3 separate regions of the Mus musculus genome follow, and regions 1 and 3 are each linked to region 2. A link is a contact called in public ChIA-PET and Hi-C data. All regions are on one chromosome and are shown on one strand. The core of a region is the stretch at or near the end of the contact, and the rest is flanking DNA. Distances in the headings are between cores, read along the strand shown. Region 1 overlaps Gm32679 (a long non-coding RNA gene). Region 2 overlaps Gm26562 (a long non-coding RNA gene). Region 3 has its middle 13 kb from the start of Gm46567.

Region 1 (3,362 bases), core at 595-3,094, 320 kb before region 2:
TGGGGAGAGACTGATACTTGATAGATGACTAGATCCTGGAAGTCCTCTTCACAGGTAGAAAAATTTATCACATGATCTTTATAGGGAACACCCAGGGGACAGGGTGGAGGGCAATGTGGGAAGTGTGGCAGGTTGACTGTGATCACCTTTTGGCTGTTCCTATCCCTGGCAGAGTCTTTTCCACTTCCTTTGAACCTAAGCTGGTCATGTTCTGACCCACAGAATGTGGCAAAAGCAACTTTGCATACACTGTATTATGCAGGCTCTAAGACAGCATTTCTCAACATAATGAACAACCCTCTTACAGGGGCCACCTAAGATCATCAGAAAACAGATATTTACATTACAGTTCATAACAGTAGCAAACTTACAGTTCTGAAGTAGCAAGGAAAATAATTTTGTGGTTGGGGGTGAATCACCACAACATTAAAGGGTCACAGCATCAGGAAGGGTGAGAGCCACTGCTCTATGAGGTCATGAATGCCTTCCCTACTCTCTTACGACACCCCTACACTGTATCGGGAAACGCACTGACTGATAAGGGATCACTCAGAGTTGATTGCCAGACCCAAAGAACTAACCGTGCAGACGCGCTATCATAGCCCCTCCACTTCCAGTCAGGTTGACACATGATTGTGGTCACCTGAGCGACTTAGGCAACAGCCACTCAGCTGAGCACAGCCAATCAGCTCTGGGAGGGCATAATAAGTCATTGTTTTAATTTCCCTTTGGGGTAATTTATTTTATAACAATAGGTGAATGGGCCAGGAAAATCTTTTAGAATTCTCCCTGTCTCTTCATATGGTGTACATTAAATACTTTTGTTGTCAAAGTGACACAAAATAAGGTTCCTCGGGAGGAACTTTAGTGAGAAACCCTGGTCAGGTGGTCCTGTGAGCTTCAGGCATGCTCACTATTGGCGTGCTTTGAAACAGTCATTACATTTTGGTGGTGGTGGTTTGAGACTTGCACTAAAATACTGTTCAACTATAACCAAAGATTCTGTCTCTAAGATGCTTCCATCCCTCTGTCCCGGGCCCTCATGGCTCACCTGGAGTCCATTCCCTGGTGTGCAACCCCACAACCCAGGGAGTACTTCAGCCATCTGTAAACATTCTCAGCTGGCCTAGCTAAACGATCTGGGTCCCCAACGCTTATTTATTGATGATGGAATAAAGGAATGTGGGCTTAGAGGGCTAGAGCCTTTCGGGGGCCATCTCATTGACCAGATGATGCTGGAGAGTTCCTGAAATAGGGGGACCACAGCCAGAGCCTTCCCCTGGAACCAAGGGTTGCATCAGTCCTGTGGGAAAACCAGCTAGTCTGCTCAGTGTAGACTAGCTTTGGGAGAAAACAGTCTAATGATCTGAAAGGGTCCTGCAAAAGGAGGAAGACAATATTTGAGATGGTACAGGCCCAACAGATGTGTGCATGCGTGCACATGTGAGTGCACGTGTGAGTGTGTGTTGGATCAGTGGAGAACAGGATGCAGTGGGCAAAACAGTACATAGAGAGAGATGTGCGGAGCAGAAGTCGGCAGGGAAAGACTTTAGGGAGCAAAGTGAGCTAGGAGAGAGCTGTTGCTTGCTGGCTGCTTCACAGTAGGAAGTTCCCAGGCGGGTGTCAAGGCCTGAGATTGACAGATGATACAACCCAAGCATTCTGTGCCCTGTGTAATTGACAGCAGGAGACAGACTCAACCTGGCCTGGCCTCAGCCTCGTTTCCCTCCTGCGAAGAATCCTGGGGTTGCTGTGAAGCAAGCTTCCTTCTCTCTGCAGAACAGAAACCCTGACTGTCAGGGGCCTGAGGGCCGGGTTGGATGTGGGTGAAGCCGCCTCAGATGTGTTGAGCCTGGACCACATTTCTTTGTTCTCCTCTGCGAAGCACACTTAAGCACAGGGCTTCTAGGGGGCCTTGATAAATATTTGTCTCAAGGGCTTTGCTGTAGTCAAAGAGAAACTGTGCCCTGACACTCAGGGCTAAGACTACTTCAGGCTTTTCCTTCTAGGTCCTTCTCACTGACACCTGGCACCTGGTCTCCCACTCCACCTCCATCAAGTCCCAGCCATTAAGGCCGGTTTTGGGGGGTGGTGCTCTCAGAGTGACATATGGGCACAAGGTGAATTGTGGGAGACAACTTGGAAGGTGGCTGTAGGACCTGACACTAAGAGAAGACACCCCCTTCTCTGTGACCTACTTTAAGGCAAAGCTTACAAGCTCTGGGTATGTGGTGGGGGAGGGGCGGGGGCGCTCCCCAGGAGGAGGAAAACAGCCATTCAAGGAACAATACTGCTGGAGCAGTCTACACAGCAGGCAGGGGAATCGTCCTGAGCCTCTGACTCCCCTCTACTCTCTCTCCCCCAGCCATTACCACTTTATCACTCCGCTAGCAGATCCTGTTAGCACTAGCTGCTACACATGTCCCCCATTTTCTCTCACACGAGGGGGTGCTGTGTTTCCCTGAGAGTTTATATTTTCTTCTCTGCAAATTATTGTCATCATATCCCTAAAAGTAAGACAGGGAATCCAGGAACAAGCCAGTCTAAATATAGCCCCCAGGGAGCCGCTGTGTGTCTTGAGACATCGAGTTCATGTGCACACTCGGGTTAAAACTTAATGAGTGAGATAAGGCTAAAGCAGATGGCTCCAAGCTGTGGGTAGAGGCGTGTGCAGGGTGGAAGGCCTGTTGACGTCACTATTACCACAGTTTATCTCACAAACACAAAGCCCCCAGAGATAAGGGACACAGGAGCAGGCCTCTCACTACGAATGAAATCAACTCTCTTTTCTTTTTAAAACGTTTCTTGGTTTTTACTGTTATCTCATGTGCGTTGGTATTTTGCCTGCATGTATGTCTGTGTAAGAGTGTTGGAGCCTCTGGAACTGGAGTTCCAGACAGTTGTGAGGTCTATGTGATGGCTGGGAATTGAACTCAGGACCTCTGGAAGAGTATCCAGGGCTCTTCATCACTGAGCCATCTCTCCAGCCCCTCTTTCCTTCTCTTCTCTTCTCTTCTCTTCTCTTCTCTTCTCTTCTCTTCTCTTCTCTTCTCTTCTCTTCTCTTCTCTTCTCTTCTCTCTTCTCTTCTCTTCTTTTTTTCTTTTCTTTTCTTTAAAACAAAAAACCAAAAAACTCCAACTTTCTTTCTCTCTCTCTCTCTCTCTCTCTCTCTCTCTCTCTCTCTCTCTCTCTCTTTCTTTCTTTCTTTCTCTCCTGGAACAGGTTCTCATCATGCAACCCTGTTTGGCCTGCAGCTCTATATACCAAGCTAACTTCAAACTCTGAGATCCATCTGCTTCTCCCTCCCTCTCCCTCCCCCTTCGCCTTCCCCTCCCTCTCTCCCTCTCAAGTGCTGGAATTA
Region 2 (3,278 bases), core at 141-2,640:
CAATTCAAGGTTATAACTGTCTGTTTGGTGGTCACCCACTCTTCTGCCAGAGAAGTGGGGGGGGGGGGTCCTGTTAAATCAGAGAAATTCTGCTTGCGCTTTGGCGCATCCAGACCTTCTTCACACTGGTAGTGAAAAGGTCAGCTTCGGAACTTTGGGAAGGTCATGAAACACTCGCCCCTCCAGAAGGGAGAGGCTAAGTAACATTTCTCAGACCACAGGGCCGGAACCAACCTACAGGTGGGGACACATTCTGCAGGACGGAACTGTTGCCCACCTTCAGACAAGGAAAGTCCTTGTCACCTCATTCCCTAAAGACCAATCAGTTTAAAGGGTGCACTGTTCCACCAATCATATTGTACCTAGTTGCTGATGCTCTATTCTGCCCCTGGAAACCATATAAAAACTTGTGGAATGGGTCCTCGGGGTCGCCTCCTCTCCTGCAGGTCTGGGACGACCGCAGTGCACTGAAACACTAAATTCCTCTTGCTTTCTGCACCGATCCTGGCTCCACATGGTTCACTCAAGGGGTCCCCAGTAAGCTAAGGCTCCCTGGAGTCTTATAGAAGACATCTTTCCAGGAAGCTGAGGTACAGCTGTCTTCTCAGCCTTCTGTGATGCCTAGGATCACAGTTCCCTCGCTGTATCTTTCTTTGACCAGACCAGGACGACATCAAGGGGCTTTGCTTTCCATGGTTTGTGCCACTCAGTAAAGGTACTTGTTACTCTGTCCTCATGCCACCCTGGGGGAGGGGCACCATCAGTAGAAGTCACTGTGCTAGACATCTCTTGCTATAGTGTGGGGGGTCCTATATACCTGTCCCTTTGACGCTGTACCTACCTCTCTCTAGAGTGTTTCGAGATTCAATTAATTGATCCACAGTTGAAAATGACAGCAAAAGCAACCCAGCCTGGCTGGGTTTTGCTTCAACATTGATTGATTGATTGATTGATTGATTTCATGTATGTGAGTGCACTGTCGCTGTCTTCAGACACACCAGAAAAGGGCATCGGATCCCAGGTTGTGAGCCACCATGTGGTTGCTGGGAGTTGAACTCAGGACCTCTGGAAGAGCAGTCAGTGCTCTTAACCACTGAGCCATCTCTCCAGCTCCTGTGACTCGTTTAATAATAGCATAACCCTAATAAACATGTTTTGAAGGATCTCAGAGGAGAGGATTCTAAACTGCCAGGTCTCCAAAAGCCACTCTCTGAGAGTCCCCTCCCCCACAGTTCCTCCTGTCCCACACTCTGAGAGTAGAGAGGTGGTTTGACTTCCAACAGAACCTTGAGGGTAGCTTAAAGCTTATCAGTCATCCCACCTCCAGCCCCCACCCTGCCAGGAGTGATAGACAGGTGGCATCCTCAGGAGGCGCCAAGGTCATTTCCTCATTCTGCAGATGTTTGGCTCTGGGCGCTGCTCTGCATCTAATCTCTAATCTCACAGGACCCATGGGAAGTTGTGCTGTTCCTTCATTTTGTTTTGAGGTAGGAGAAGCCCTGTTTGAAGAGTCAGCCAATATAAGAAGGATTTCCCAGGATGTCCTTATAGGAAAGCAACACTTTGTGTTTCTAACATCAGAGGTAAAGTAAGCAGCTATCGCCTTTCACAAGGGGCTCGTCTTGGGAAGGCTGCCTGGTGAGAAAACATAATTCTTTCTTAGTTTAGGGGAAAATTTTGAGATGGGGGCCTGGATGGGAATAGTGGCTTGGCAGGCAATCTGCCACCCCACCCCCATCCTCACCCTACCCCCACTCCCACCCCCACCCCCACTCCACTCCCTGACTCTCCAAAGATAAAAGGGTTTCTTAGTTTATGCTCTGTGCTGAGATGCAAGAGGCTGGAAAGAAGGCAGCATTTCAAAATGTTGATTAAATAATCCTGCGGAGTCAAGGACTCCCCTAAGTAAGTCTGTTTTCTCTCTGGCGAGCATAGTGGTGGCAAGATACACAGTACTGTATAGTCTCACCAGCCTGGCTTCTCATTCCTAAACAGTAATAATACAGGCTCGTGAAGAATAAGTTCGTTTTCACGCTGAACTCAAAATAGAACAGTATCTGCACTATTGTAAGTTCTCCAGAAGGGATGGGGGTTTTGTTTTGTTCTGTTTTGTTTGTTTGTTTGTTTGTTTGTTTTTAAGATCGTGTTTCATGTAGCCCAGGTTGGTCTTGAACTTAATGTGTAACCAAAGATAACTTTGAACTCCTGATCCTCCTGTCTCCACCTCCCCAAATCCTGGGATCCAAACCCCAGGCCCCAGGATACGTTACAGATGGAGTCTTCCACTGTAACATGCCAGTCCTACATTACTAATGCTATACAGGGGAGTCCTTCTGGCTAAATCACGGGAAGACAGAAAAGCTCCTGAGTTTTCCAGATGTTTGAAACCACGTGTATGCCAGATGTCCATAGAAGCCAAAAGAGGGTATTGGATCCCCTGGGGCTGGAGTCACAGATGTCTGGGAGACATATCGTGTAGGTGCTAGGAACTGAACCTGGGGCCTCTAGAAGAATAGCTAGTACTCTTACCTGAACCATCTCTCCAGCCCTCCATTTTCTTTTCTGGGTTTGTGCACACTTAGGTCGCAGATGCCTGGGATCCTTAGGTACATTCTTTTTTCAGTGGCATCACAGATACTGAGAGCAAGAGAACTAACCATGAAGGGCCTGAGGGAGGAGAAGGTTCCATCTATATTCGTGGCTGGGATTTGGGTTTGGTTTGTTTGTTTTGTTGCTGGTTTGTTGTTGATGGTGGTGTTAATGGGTACTTTTCTTTCTTTCTTTTTAGTTTTGGGTTTGTTTTGCTTTTTTCAAGGTGAGATTTCTCCGTGTAGCCCTGGCTGCCCTGCAACTCACTCTGTAGACCAGGCTGACCATGAACTCACAGAAATACATCTGCTTCTGCCTCCCAGGTACTGGATATTCTTGTTATTAAAAATCAATAAAGCAAGGCTGAACAGGATGCCCAGCTCTGAATGCAACAGATTGAAAGCGTGAAAGCCACAATTGTACCCTAAGAAGTGTCAACCGGAGCAACTTGGAGGATGACTCCAGGCGAGCAGAGAGAGGAATGGGAGGAGTCAAGGGCTGAGAGTTTCTCTCACATTGGTGTGACATATGAAGCCAAGGACACAACAAGCTCACCTTGCAGGATAAACACCAGCGAACCAACAAACTGATTCAAATAAAGTGAACACTACCTCTGTGCAGGTTACTTTCAAACTCCAGAAACAAAGGGAAAATAGCCCTGAAGTAAGCCAGAGGGGAACTGTCTTCTT
Region 3 (3,124 bases), core at 250-2,749, 360 kb before region 2:
GCAAGGAATTATCTTTCAGGACCATCTTCCAAGTGTTTGGTTTCTGTGCTGCCAAGGCTGAGGAATGCTGGGTATCAGGAGGTGTTAGGGGCTGGCTAGTCCAGGATGAAGAGGCAGAGGGTGGGGGCATCAGTTCCCACACCACAGGCTCAGCTCAGGAAGGAGACGGGAGTTCTGATAAGAAACAGGCTCCAGATCCCACCCTGTGTCAGTCTGCAAGCAGTTTCCTGGTTCTTGGATGGCAGTGACCTGGAAATACAAGCCACAGAAATGCTGCCAAGGAGGCACTGCCAAGTTCCCCAGACAGTTACACCCTCTGTCTCCACAGCCTTTTGTATACATCTCTTGACCATGATGCCCCATCATGAGCTGTTTACACTCACGGTCTCTTTCCTGGACTGTGCTTCTGCAGTACACGGACTGGCAAACTGGCATGGCCTGTTTTTGTGAATAAAGTTTTATCGGGAATATAGTCACACCTATTTTTGCAAGTAAAATTTTACTGAAACAGATTCGTGTTCATTCATTTTTTGCATTGTGTATGGTCTTGATATACAAGCTACACAGATTATATTGTTGGTTTTGTATCTCTGCAAGTTTTTTTTTTTTTTTTTTGAGGGCAAGAATAAAGTCATCCTGTGTCTCTTTGGAGTTTTGTATCCCACTGGTTTAGCCAGAATTAGCATTAGAATTAGCAGGCTCTGTTTTTTAGCTAGCGCACCCAACAATACACTACTCTATGGTATGTGTATATATTTCATCCCCTTGGGTCTGTTCTTCTAGATCAGTGGTTCTCAGACTTCCTAATTCTATGACCCTTGATAGACTTCCTCACATTGTGGTGACCCACAACCATAACATAATTTTTTTCTGTTACTTCATAACTGTAATATTACTACTGCTATGAATCATAATGTAAATATCTGTGTTTTCCGATGGTCTTAGGTGGCCCTGTGAAAGGGTCATTCAACTACAAAGTGGTTTCGATCCACAGGTTGGAAACCCCTGCTCTGCAGATTCCCTGACTAAAGAATCCAGGGTCTTGTAAGAAACCAAACTCAATCAACCAGCCAAACAAACAAAAAATACTGGTTCACCATGATAGACTGGTTGGGGACTGGGAGAGCCTGCTTTTCTTTGATCTGTTGTTTGTGTCCTATCTAAAGTAAACAGACATTTGTTCATGTCTCCCCAGGAAAACTCATGCACCACACATGGGAACTGTTGCAACTGTAGTGGGCTCTGAAAATCCCTGGGTGAGACAGAGAGGTGACAGACACCAAATGGGCAATACACAGTCACTAAGGGAGAACAGAGACAGGGCTTTCACCAGAATGCTGCACGGGAAGAGCTCTTTGAAGTTGGAGTCCCTAAAGCTGAAGGTGCTCTGGGACAGCCCCCATTCTGCTTGATTTGCATACACTGAATAGCTCTGGATAGCATCTACAGAAGGGACTTGGTCACAGCAGGGAACCACAGCCCTAAACTGATTCTTTGCCTAGGCTTCTTTTTCAGCCTCATGGCCACGTGACCACAAAGGGAGTGGGAAAAACCTACTGCTCAGTCCATGTGTACACAATAAATCTCTTCTACTGCCAAATCTTCCCCAAAGAAACCTGAGGACATAACTGGAGCACATGACTTACTGTCAGGATAAGAGTTTATAGCAACCAGGTACTCAGTGGGGTTTTGCGGGGGCTCCATCTCACAGTGGTACAGCCCTAACCCAGGCAGCTATTTCCTCTGCTCCAGAACTGTTGATTTTAGAAACAGACGTAGTGGTTTTTAGCAGAATCCCCACACTCATTGCTTTCTGTACAGAGTACAAGCCACTATGGTAAGACAAGTGAGCCTGCAGCATGGATGGGAAAGATGCAGGGATGGTGAACATGGTCACATGCTCCATTCGTCCTGAGTATTTGGCCTTTGCCAACATATGTAGCTTTTCCAGGTGTGGTTTTGTTGCTAAGGAAACCATACAACTTCTGGAAGTTATTGATCTGGCAAATTTGGCTATCCCCACCCTGGTATCCTAGAATATTCACCAGAATCAGTTTGTTTTTAGCTAGCACACCCAGCAATACACTACTTTCCTGTCTCAGGCCTGGGACTTCTCAGTCTATGACCATGACCTAGTCTTAGAGACCTCAGCCGCATCCATGTTTCATGTGCTGTGAATTATACCACATATCACACTTGCCCGTGCTGCAGATATAACGAAAACTGGTCCTCAATGAGCATAAACAGCTATTACTCGAGATATCTTACTGAGAAAATGCAAGCAGATCAAGGGAAAGGAATCCCAGGGAAATGCAGGGCCTGGTTATTTTGGGTTTGAAGACCTAACTACTAAAGGCTTAGGATCTGGGCAAGTGAAGATGTTTCATCTAATGTGGAGAAGTCGTAGTGTCTGGTCTCTCTGCCCACCACACGGACTGTGGAACACCCGTAAAACCTCTGGAAGCAGCTGATGCCTTTGGGCACGCTCTTCCAAAGGATCTATTGAGTAAGTCAAAAGAGTGCTGAATGTCAGCAGAGAAATGTGAAGAGTCTGCAAAAAAAGATTCAACCTACTAGGCAAGGCGTTCATCAATCTAAAGTGGACTCAACACACCCACTTGTGCTGTGAAGGTGAGGAAGCTGTGCAGAACTATTTGCAGGTAGGTTCCGGGAGGTTAAGTCACACCATAGACCTTTAGGACTGACTTAGGTACTAACCACGCCCTGTAAGGAAGGCTTCTGCTCTGCTCTTGGGCCTAACAGAACCTGAGTTCCTGATCCAACCCCCAAGCGACTGCCACTATCCGCTCTGTGCATTTCCGGTCCGCTCTGTGCCCATCTGCGTGTGGTATTACCTACCATTGCTTTTCCTGCTGATGCGTAGGAATGTCAAGTAACCATCCAGCACAAAACCTTACCTGACACCACAATCTCTCCACGGTTCCTGCTGGGTAACTGTTCTCTGGTCTTCGATGGTGCCTTTCTTGGTTGTCTGTTGCCATAATAAAATGGCAGTGCTGGGACTAGGTAATTTACAGAGGACAGAAGTTTATCTGGTTTATAGCTCTAGAGGTCGGAGAGTCTGAGAGCGTGGTGCAAATGTCCCCACGTACAGTGAAGTGGG

The links. ChIA-PET counts read pairs in DNA pulled down with a chosen protein or histone mark. A called contact is a pair of places that touch in the nucleus more often than the background predicts.
Region 1: a contact with region 2 is called in an SMC1A ChIA-PET map of the G1E-ER4 cell line, with 7 read pairs. The contact joins two enhancer-like sites. A contact is called at or near these places in 1 of 15 datasets of contacts at CTCF or cohesin (the G1E-ER4 cell line), 1 of 484 Hi-C or Micro-C datasets (the G1E-ER4 cell line), 2 of 115 datasets of contacts at active chromatin or transcription factors (embryonic stem cells and regulatory T cell precursor) and 1 of 9 other capture datasets (embryonic stem cells).
Region 3: a contact with region 2 is called in a Hi-C map of stem cell-derived cardiac mesoderm, with 5 times the contacts expected there. The contact joins two enhancer-like sites. A contact is called at or near these places in 1 of 484 Hi-C or Micro-C datasets (stem cell-derived cardiac mesoderm) and 5 of 115 datasets of contacts at active chromatin or transcription factors (embryonic midbrain, epiblast stem cells, forebrain and 2 more).

What each region holds. Positions count from the first base shown.
Region 1 is chr16:29,843,142-29,846,503 of GRCm38.p6, forward strand. The region is part of intron 2 of Gm32679 (a long non-coding RNA gene); the gene reads right to left. Among named protein-coding and RNA genes, the nearest start is that of Gm32679, 5.1 kb to the right of the region's middle. Within about 2 kb of position 1,845, at least 17 of the 459 cell types and tissues checked have an H3K27ac peak or open chromatin away from gene starts, as enhancers often do. A contact at or near this core is called in the G1E-ER4 cell line, where this site is marked.
Region 2 is chr16:30,159,246-30,162,523 of GRCm38.p6, forward strand. All of the region lies in intron 2 of Gm26562 (a long non-coding RNA gene), which reads right to left. Among named protein-coding and RNA genes, the nearest start is that of 1700025H01Rik, 32 kb to the right of the region's middle. Within about 2 kb of position 1,391, at least 27 of the 459 cell types and tissues checked have an H3K27ac peak or open chromatin away from gene starts, as enhancers often do. A contact at or near this core is called in the G1E-ER4 cell line and stem cell-derived cardiac mesoderm, where this site is marked.
Region 3 is chr16:29,799,197-29,802,320 of GRCm38.p6, forward strand. No RefSeq gene overlaps it. Among named protein-coding and RNA genes, the nearest start is that of Gm46567, 13 kb to the right of the region's middle. Within about 2 kb of position 1,500, at least 33 of the 459 cell types and tissues checked have an H3K27ac peak or open chromatin away from gene starts, as enhancers often do. A contact at or near this core is called in stem cell-derived cardiac mesoderm, where this site is marked.